Regions from separate parts of the Oryctolagus cuniculus genome. Here region 1 is linked to region 2. A link is a contact called in public Micro-C data. All regions are on one chromosome and are shown on one strand. Each heading gives the region's core, a stretch centred on a gene start, on an enhancer-like site or on the middle of the called end of the contact. The rest is flanking DNA. Distances are from core to core; before and after follow the strand shown.

Region 1 (4,886 bases), core at 754-3,253, 290 kb after region 2:
CAGAGGTCAGAGCAAAATAATCACAGGAGCACAATGTGATTGCTTAGTGGAGGGGGTGGGGAAAATATCAAAACAAGGAACAAGGCACACTGTTTGTAAATAGAAGTTTGGCTTGGCTAACAGTAAATGGGACTGGCAACAGTGGGGGGTGAAGAGATCCACTCATCTTGGGAGTCTGCTCCCCTCCAGGGTGGTCAGGGATCCCTGGACTTTGGTATATCTCATTCAGCTCTGACCTGCAAACTAGAGGCCTTCTGATAAAAACTGACCCCCACCCTCCAGAAGAAAAAAAAAAAAACTGAAGGGGCCCTCCAGAGGAAGTGAAACTGACCAATCAATGTGCCACAGCCACCCTCCCTGCCACCCTGGTAAGAAAGGCCCCTTGTAGTCTTTGACAGAAGGGGGGGGGGGAAGGAACTTCAAGGTTGCAAGAGAGCAGGAGAGAAGGCCTAAATAAGTCACTGGCCTCTGAAAACAAGTGATTGCCATAAAAGCCAAAATAACAAGGCAGGTCGTGATAACCAGAGGCTGGGCTGAGGGGAACTGATGTGGCTTTGGTAGGAAACAGCAGCAGCCATCGGCTCCTTCAGCCGTCAGGTTGAGGGAAAACACAACTGCAGTTTTCAATATATGAATGACTACATGAAAAGTATTCATTCAAGTGCGATACCGAGCAAAGAAAAGGTGCAGCTAAGATGGGCTTTGTGGGTTCCACCAAAACCGAAAGATGCCTCCTGATGTCAACACTACCAATGAAGAAAGTACTGGCAGTGTTTCCATCAAACACGCAATTTCTCATGTATACATACATGGCTTCCTAACTGACCTTGGCCAATTTCACCACTCCGGCTCCAAGAATCCCTGGGGAACCTAAGGGCCCACGGAATGGGATCCTCCCGCGACTAGTTCCTCAGTCGCAAGCTTTCCCAAGCCACTGAAAGCCCACCCTAGGTTCTACAAAGCCCACAGCTCCCGACCCTCCAACAACTAAAAATAACCAGCAACCCAGCGCTCCCCAATGGTTTAACCCCTGATTTCCCAGGGCCACCGGAGACCTGCCCGCCTCCCCCTTCCCCTCGGGTCGCTCTCCCCGGACCCCTTCCTAGGGACAAGAAAACAATTGTCCTCCTGGCCCCATTTTCTGCACGGCTCCTTGCAACAGCCGTGTCCCCCCAAAGGCCCCCACGGGCCCCCTCTCTGCAGCCTCGGAGGAGCCAACGCGCGCTCCCACCTCTGGCACCAGGTGCCAGGCTCCGCGTCGCGCCCTGGACCCTGCACCGCTACGCGGCCGGCCTCGCTCTCCTCCGAGCCGGTCTGCCAGTCCGGCCCCCGTCTTCCCCATCCTCCTGGCCACACTTCACACGCCCCTGCTCTCACTCCCCAGGATTTCCTAACCGCTGGTTCCACACTCCTCTGGGCTTCCAGTCGCCCGGCCCCGGAGAGTTCCAGCCCCTTCTTTCCAGCCAGCCGCCCACCGCCCCCTACAGCGCCCGGCCGACCCTCCCCACGCCTGCCCCTCAGCCCCTCTCTCGGGAGCCCGTGTTTCCCACCGCCTCACGCAGCCCCGAGCCGTGCCCCGGCTCCCCAACGCTCCCCGACACGCCGAGCCCAGCTCGCGGCGCCCGCCGCTCAGCCGGGGGGTCGCGGGTCGCCCCGATCGTCCCGGGCCGCGCCGCCCCTCAGCCGCCCGATCCCGCGGCGCCGGTACCTTGGCCTTGGTGACGAGGTGCGTGGCCCGCTTGACCACGGCGAAGTTGCCCTTGCCGATGGTGCGGTCGATCTCGTAGTAGCCGATGCGAGCGGGCATCGGCCCGCGGGAGGCCGGGGCTGAGGGACGCGGCGGGCCGGCCGACGGGGGCACAGCGGCGGGGGCAGCCGGGGGCCCCGGGGCAGGCGGAGGCAGCAGGCGGCCCGCCGGCCCGGCTCCCCCCGCTCCGGCCCCGGCAGCCCCGCCAGCTCCGCTCGCCGCCGCCGCCGCCATCTTGTTGTGCAGTGAAACCTCCGGGGCCGCGGGGAGCCGGCTGGGGGGGAGGGGGCACGGGGGGGGCGGGAAAAGGAGGGGGGCCCGACGGACGTCACTCCGGGAGGCGGAGCGCCCGCGCGCCGGGCGCCCGGCGCCATGGCAACCGCTCGTCACGTGCCGACGCGCGTCACTGCCCAGAGCCATGGCAACCGTGACCTCACCGGGGAGCTCGACCTTCCCGCCTGGGCCCGGGTTCCTTGGGTGCCGGCTCCAGGGTGCCCCCCTCCGGGGAGCAGGCAGAGGGAACCTCAATCTGGAGGCTTTCCGCAGCGCTGCCCGCCTGCGGGAGCCTGACGCCCGACCCGCAGCCAAGTCCCGCCGGGCCTGGAAGGGCCAATGTGACCCCGACGGTGACCTCTGTCCCAGTTCAACCGCCACCAACCTCCCTTAAAGCAAAAGTACTTCCTCATCACCAAAAATACCAGCCTTGTCCCACTTTAGCCCCTGAGGCCACAAAGGCAGGAATAGCGAGGGTATTTAAGCAACTGTAACCAAGTTGGTAGCAAGGCAGGGGAGTTGTTTGGTAAAATTCCTTCCTCTTACAAAATCCAGCTCGCCCTGTGCGATCAATCGCGTTATCACTAAATATAGAGGGAAACCAGGATTTGCGTTTTCAAGGGCGGAGAAATCAGCCCAAATACGCACTCCAGTCCCGGGGTGGGTGAGGGCCAGGGAGGGTGTACGTCATTTTCCTTCCTACCACCCCCATCCCTGAACAGTTCTATAGCTACGTGTCTGTCAGTGTCTGCACGCTCTTGTTAACCCTGACGAAGCAGTGGTGCATTGTCTGGTAAGCCACGTCATCTTTAAAGACTAGCACGGTCTGTTGGGCAAAACACGTAAGTAAATAATAGAATTTAAAATTCCATCCATACTAGTAACTCTCCAAGGACATTAAAGGTGATCGGCTCTGTAACTTCAGCAATAAAACTCCTATCCCTTCTTCCCTCTGACATTCCACAGCCTCCGCTGGCTCCCAGGCTGCTCCTCCCCCCCCCCCCCTTTCTTAAGTAGATACACTTAGCTGCTTAAGGTGGGAGTGAAGGGGAGGGGAAGTGGGCGGTCAATATGAAGACGGTGTTCCCGCAGGCTAAGGAGGTGGAGGGAGGATTGTTGAAATGTGATTCCTGCACTCTATACTGATCCATTGCACTGTCTTTTGCAACCCTGGAACCATACTGTCAGGTCACTGCATGTACAATGTTAAAAACCAAAACCTACAGGGTTGCATATGTGTGAGAGGGAGCACAGGTGTGTATACTCTGCAACCAGGGAACATTTCCTGGTGCTTTGATTCCCCATCTGACTTTGAGACTAGGGTGGGACAGAAGTGGTGGCTGTTCCAAATTGCCAGCACAGTTAACACTAATTACCTTATTTAAAAGATATATTGATTGTATGTGAAAGGCAGAGTTACAGAGAAAAGAGAGACAGAGAGAGATCTTCCATCCACTGGTTCACTCCCCAAATGGCCACAAGAGCCAGGGCTTCTTCCAGGTCTCCCACGTGGGTGCAAGGGCCCAGGCAATTGAGTTATCTGCTGCTGTTTTCCCAGGCACACTAGCAGGGAGCTGGATCAGAAGTGGAACAGCCAGGACTCGAACTGGTGCCCATATGGGATGCCAGTGTCAGTCACCAGCTCCTAATTGGCTTCTTCACTAACAAATAAGGATAAGGTTGAAGAGGACCTCGACTTCCTGCACTGATCATCAGCTGAACACATTCAACACCAGATAAATGGGGTGTGGCCAGCCACTCCTACACTTTCTGGGCCTTACCTGCCTCTCTCAGGGACTACAGCTTTGGCATCCCAGGCCTGTTTTACCTTTATTTTTTATTCATTTATTTGTTTTTTTGACAGGCAGATTTAGACAGTGAGAGAGAGAGACAGAGAGAAGGGTCTTCCTTCCATTGATTCACCCCCCAAATGGCCGCTACAGCTGGCGCGATGCGCTGATCCAAAGCCAGGAGCCAGGTGCTTCTCCTGGTCTCCCATGGGGTGCAGGACCCAAGCACTTGGGCCATCCTCCACTGCCTTCCCGGGCCACAGCAGAGAGCTGGACTGGAAAAGGAGCAACCGAGACAGAATCCGGCACCCCGACCGGGACTAGAACCCGGTGTACCGGCGCCGCAGGCAGAGGATTAGCCTAGTGAGCCACGGCGCCGGCTACATTTTACTTTCTCACTGTTTCGGTGGGGTGGGGGGGGGGACTCAACAACAGCAACCTTATCTTTCACTCTGGAGGCTGCAGAACTGAAGCCCTGCTCCCAAGTGACTTTGCACTCACAGAGCATTCCTCCACTCACAGACAGTTGAATGACAAGTACGACAACGTGTGCCTCTCTTTCATCAAAAAACAAAACGATAAGGAGGACCTAGAAAATGGAGCACTGGTCCAAGTTCCAAAGAGAAGAGGCAAATCACCCTTGTCCCCTGATCTTGACCGGAGTGCATACCATGTGCTGTGCATTATACCATTTATGCTCCCTGGCTGCATGCATTCAGGCTAGTAGATGGTACGTCCAAGTTGTGTGCCTGCTGGAGAGCTCCCCGAAGAGTCTCCTTGGGTGGAAAGAATATAGAAAATTGAGAAGGAGACTAATCAGAGATGATTGGGGAAGAAAGGAAAATAGTTCAGATGTATAGATTTGATGTTTGTACATTTATTTGAGAGACAGAGACAGACAGCTCCCGTCTATTGGTTCCCCAGGTGGGGCAGGTCTGCATTAGCAGGAAGCAGGAGCCAGCGCCAGGAATGGAACTCAGCCACTCCAATATGGAATATGGGCATCTTAATCCAGTGTCTTAACTGCTAGGCCAAATGTCTGCCCCTAGATATATATATATATTTAATAAAGATTT
Region 2 (5,412 bases), core at 1,460-3,959:
GGCTCAAAATGGGCCCACAGTCACTGCTTCCTTTCTGTGAAGTTTACACCAAGTCCTGGACATGAGTTAGATGAGAGGCACAGACAAGCTGAGGTAGCGTCACAGGGCATCAGCAGCAAAGAGAGCTTCTGCTGACCACAAGCAATCCAGCGTGCAAGATATCTCCAGACTATTCTTCTTGCTCCTTCAGTCTACTTACCTGGAGCCCCAGCATCTGCTCCTGCTCTGGGGTGCGGCTGTAGTGTGTGATCACCAGGGCATCATCTTTCTGAGGGGCATGTGGGTTTTCCACAAAGCTGTTCCCTGAAGGATCATCGATGATCTAACAGAGTAATTGCAACAAGAACTCATATACAATGCTCACAGTCCCAGGCAGTTTGAATGGTCTGTCCTGAGCAACTATAACCCCACAATACTCACCAGAGTGAAAGGAGAGTCCATTAGTTTTAGTTCTTTCAGTCTGACGATGAACTCATCAATTCTTTCAGCTATGGCATCTTCATTCGCCTACCATAAACAGAAAGTAAAAGCGTCAGCCCTGTCATGCCATGTCCACCAAGAGACTGACACCTGTCTTAGTGTGAATGGGAACTGAGCAATGAGATGTCAAAAACGAGCCTGAAGTTGATGGGTGGTGCCAGGGTATCTTTTATTTATGTGGCCCAGGCCACCTTCATGCCGGGTAAGGGACAGAACAGACCTCTGATGGGGCTCCCGACTCAGCTGCAGCCAGATGACCAAATGCACAGTTATGTTATTTCTCTGATGCTAAGTATAAAATACAAAGGGACATTTAGAAAGCACAGAGAACCAGAAGGGGATCAGGATTCAGAGGCATTGTTAAGTTGTCCAGGATGAGGCCTGAGCATACACTGGGGGAGGGAGGAGAAAGGAAATATAGCACCCTGGCCACTGCAGGACCACACATGCTCCCCGCAAAGTACTCTGACAGTCAGTGAGACACCATTGAGCCCCCTGGGAAGCTGACGCTCTACCAGACCCACATATGCAATTATCCCTTGAGTTGCTGCAGCCAGAAAACCCCAGCTCACCCTTCGTGTGGGCTGGTCCTGCTCGAGGCCAGAGATAGCACGGTTGATCAGTCCTTCAACAGTGGTCAGAGCTTATGAGCAGAAAGGAAAGGTCAGTGAGTCTTAAGCTCCGCCCCCAAGTGCCTATGCCACCCTGGGTCACTCTACAACAGGAAGCCATCAGCTCTGACAGCAGAGATGCTAAAATTCTATGATAAGGACACCACTGCCTCACTATCCCTCTGTACTATATCAAGCCACTGTTGTACCAATGAAGATCGCAATGACCACATGGCCAAACACATACACAAGCGACTAGGCCTGATACCTTGCGGGACCATGCGAGAAAGCAAGAAGACTCCAGCTACCTATGAACAGCCCGAATACCTCAATGACGTTAAGCTCACCTCCCTTCTGGCTGAAGGCAGGGATTTCAAAATCCAGCTCAGGGATCCTTGTGGTGGCAGAGTCAGTCTTCACCACTTCTCTGTTCATGTCCTGGACAGAAGGGGAAACCTTCAGTGCGGAGAGATCAGGAGCACAGCTTCGGCCAGCGCCGCGGCTCACTAGGCTAATCCTCCACCTTGCGGCTCCGGCACCCTGGGTTCTAGTCCCGGTCGGGGCGCCGGATTCTGTCCCGGTTGCCCCTCTTCCAGGCCAGCTCTCTGCTGTGGCCAGGGAGTGCAGTGGAGGATGGCCCAAGTCCTTGGGCCCTGCACCCGCATGGGAGACCAGGAGAAGCACCTGGCTCCTGGCTTCGGATCAGCGCGGTGCGCCAGCCGCAGCGTGCCAGCCGTGGCGGCCATTGGAGGGTGAACCAACAGCAAAGGAAGACCTTTCTCTCTGTCTCTCTCTCTCTCACTATCCACTCTGCCTGTCAAAAAAAAAAAAAAAAAAAAAAAGGAGCACAGCTTCTCCTGGGGAAAGAACCAGCCCAGCCAGCAGCAGCACCTCTCTCCACTCCAGTGGCGTGAACACGCTACCCAAAGGGCGAGAAGAGCATTCGCTTAGTTCACGCTCCTACAAAATCCACAGGCCGTGTTTATAAATCCTATCTCACCCGAGCAGCTGATGGCACCAAAAGGGGAAACCGAGGCTTGGAGACCCGTGGGAATTTATTCCTGGTCTGACCGCACAGATCGGACCTCAGGCCCTGATACGCTGGGGCACTGCGCTGGGATGCCCTCACCTCCGAAGATCTGACGGTCAAGGCATAACGCACTCCCTGGTCCTGGATCCTGCCTGCCGACTGGATCTCCGTGTTGTCCCAGCCACAGTGCTCGCAGGAGAAGGAGCTCACGATGATTTCTCTGAAGAAGGGGATCTTGGTGAGCAGCAGCCGCGTCATGCCCTACGGCAGCACAGAGGAAGAAGGAAAGAACCAAATGGAACCCCGGTTCCCCGCCTTATGGATCGGACCCCGAGCCAGCCCGGCGGGACACACCTCCGGCCCCCGCCCGCTCCAGCCCTGCCCTCCCGCCGCCGAGCCCCCGTCTCACGTTGCGGTAACAGTTCATGCACAGCGACTCGATCTCGGTGGGCTGCTGCTCCTCGTCCTCGGCGTTGATGGGCCGGAACAGGTGCCCCGCGGCAGGAGGCCCGGCCGCGGTGGGCGAGGGGGCAGCCGGGACGGCCGCGGCCCCCGGGGGCCCGGGCTCCACAGCCCCGCTGGCCGACATCACCACGCGCAGCTCCAGCCTCGGCTTCCGGCTTCCGGCGCGCTCGCGGCCCCACCCCTTTACCCGGCACTTCCGCCGGCCGCCGCCCTCGCCCCTTTTTAAAGTACTCGCCGGGCAGTCGGAGACGAGGGCTCCCGGTTTACCCGGGTTGCGTGGACCGCCACAGCCCGCTGGGTCCGCCGCAGTTCAGCCGTGATTTCCTGCAGGACGTGTTTTCTAGACGCAGGGGCATTTTTTTTTCCGCTCTTGGCAATAGCTCCACCGCATCTCACAAAATTCTCTCAGCCCTTAGGTCTAAACATTGGAGCTCCAGGACAGAGGGACCTAGCTTGTCCCTCCCTGGGTATCCTCCACGGAGCTGCGCTGCAGGTCCCCTCTCGGGGTGGCCCAGCTTCTTCTCAGCCCCTCGGTCCCTCTCTCCCTTTGTGTGCGTCCCACTCCCCATTCTGCCTTCTTAAGCACCTCCCCAACTTCCAGCCTCCAGCGCGCACGCAGCCCCCGTTTTTGCCGCCCTCACATCTCCCTCCCACCCCCCCAGCTGACTCACCCTCCAGGCTTCCTGACCACAGCCCCACCACCTCCTTTCCAACGTGGCACACTTTTCTTTCTACCACTTCCTCTCCTTGTGCTGGGGCCACAGACCACAACTTTGTGGCTAAGAGTGGCTAAATGTAGAGTGTCAGGGAAGACCAGGTGATGCGCTCAGATTCGTGGGGGGTCTTGTGGTGGGAGGGGCGGGAAAGGGTGCTTCCAGGGACAGCCGGAGGGAAAGGGGTCCGTTTGTCCTTTCCTCTTTGCCCCACCTCACCCCCCGGTTCCCAGGGGGTCCAGGAAGGCTTTTGGTGACCCTGAGTGAGTATGTATGAGGGTGAGGGGCTAAGAGTTTGGGGGATCCCAAGAAAAAGAGGCCATCAGAGTGTAGAACATCAGGGACAAAAGAGGCAGGCACCTCAGTGCCACCAAGGCCATACTCTCCTGCAGTGACAGGCTGTGTTCCACCCACACAGTCCTGTGGCAAGCAACCTGTTGAATAGGACCAGTGCAGAGAAAGCCTGCAAGCCGGGTCCACCCTACCAGCCGCGACAGACAGCTGTGGTGTAGCCAGAAGCCGTAAAGCAGAGCCCCTGGGAGGGGCTGATGAGAAGAGGCACAAGGGGTTGCAGTGGGGCACGGGTGTGCTTTGCAGACTGTATATGTCCAAATGAGAGTCACAGCAGGCCAGCAAGCTTCCATGATAAGCATCTATTTCAGTGGAGCCAGACAGCCAGGCTTCAGCCTGGGAGTCAGGAGAGAGTGGCCCGGGATGGGTGAGCACATCCCCAGGGCGTTGTAAGTAGCCTCCCCCACGTTGGAAGGCTCAGTCCCTTATTATGTGCAGAGCCCAGTATAGAAATATGGGCTCTGCCGACTCCCGTCACTGCCTCTGCCATTCATTCTCAGTGGCACTGGAGCCAGCAGAGAAACATACACAGGACCCTCCCGTACTCTCCCTCTGGGGGTGTCCTCCATCCTCCCTCCTGGTCCCCTCCTGTATCCTGCCTCGGCAGGGACCAACTGCCCCTCTGGCCGCTAGGTGGCCACAAGTGATTGGAGCTCAACTGCAGGATGTACCCCTAGTGGCGGCACAAGCTACAGGCGCCGGCCGATAGTGACCTGCAGGCGTAGGGCGTAGGGCGGCTGTCCCTCCCCATTCCCTCCAGCCCTGATTGGAGCAACTCTGAAGATTGCCAAATGAGCACGGGAAGCTGGGTTTACAGTGCCTGCTGAGTGTAATGCGTCCAGATGGGAGAGCCGCAGGGGGCCGGATACGCCCGCACAGCAGCCCCTTCAGCCGCCTCAGCTGTCCTGTAGGACCCTCCGCCCTCCACCCAGCAGGCCTCTTTCAACGACTGCACCCTGCCAGAGGCTCAGATCCATGCTTCTCCAGACAAGAGTTGCGGAGTGGGCCTGGGCAAGCAGACCCTCAGGGCTCCCCCAGATGGCCATGGCCCTGGTCATGGAGGCTGTAAGTGATGTCTTCCCACAGGTCATCCAGACGCGCCTGCAGCTTGCTCAGGGCCTTGCCATTGTCCATTTGCCGGAACTCGGGAGCGAAGGCACTGTGACCAGGAGGGGGCGGCGCCAGCTGCTGCTGGACCTCCTGGGTCTCCTGGTCGATGGTGCGGGTGAAGTCGGCGATCTGCAGGAAGGTGTCATGGCGGAAAGCCTGGAGTCGCTGGCGCACCTCCTCAGAGAGCACCTGAGGGTCCGGGCCGGCTCCCTCCCCAGCCCCGTCCATGCTGGCGCCCACAAAGGCACTGAGCTCATCGCGCAGCTGGTCCAGGTTCTGCTGGATGCGCGCGTGCAGGGCCCCCGCCTTGAGCGTGAGCTTGTGCGAAAGCGCCTGCATGCAGCGGCTGAGGCGCGCCGGGCTGGCGGCGGCGTGCGGGGCCACGCTGCGGTGCAGCTCCTGCACGTGGTGCCCGATGCCGCTCAGCAGGCGCTCGGCGTAAGGGTGGAAGAGCTCTTTGACGCGGCTGGTGTGGTGCCTCACGCGGCCCTGCAGTTCCTGCAGCAGGCTCAGCGCCTGGTCCACACCCCCCAGCAGCTGGGCCTTGGCGTCCTCCCCTACCATGCGCAGCTGCTCCTGTAGCTCCTGTGCCTGCAGGGCCACCTGCTCCATCAGCTCCTGCGTGTAGGGCTTCAGTTGCTGCCGCAGCCCC

What was found. Hi-C and Micro-C count contacts between places; a contact is called where the count stands out from the background.
Region 1: a Micro-C map of ear pinna shows a contact between it and region 2, with 4 times the contacts expected there. The contact joins the promoter of SIK3 here to the promoter of ZPR1 in region 2. A contact is called at or near these places in 3 of 6 Hi-C or Micro-C datasets (ear pinna, psoas muscle and an unstated tissue).

Annotation. Positions count from the first base shown.
Region 1 is chr1:109,030,551-109,035,436 of mOryCun1.1, forward strand. It overlaps SIK3 (SIK family kinase 3), which reads right to left and starts at 2,004. Exons shown (of 23, transcript XM_070078639.1): 1 at 1,709-2,004. The coding sequence starts at 1,981.
Region 2 is chr1:108,744,711-108,750,122 of mOryCun1.1, forward strand. ZPR1 (ZPR1 zinc finger) reads right to left here and starts at 2,710. Exons shown (of 14, transcript NM_001171408.1): 1 at 2,531-2,710; 2 at 2,221-2,382; 3 at 1,439-1,529; 4 at 1,053-1,123; 5 at 421-507; 6 at 200-322. The coding sequence starts at 2,710. All of the region lies in intron 1 of BUD13 (BUD13 homolog), which reads right to left. APOA5 (apolipoprotein A5) reads right to left here. Exons shown (of 3, transcript NM_001171409.1): 3 at 4,674-5,412. The coding sequence ends at 4,674.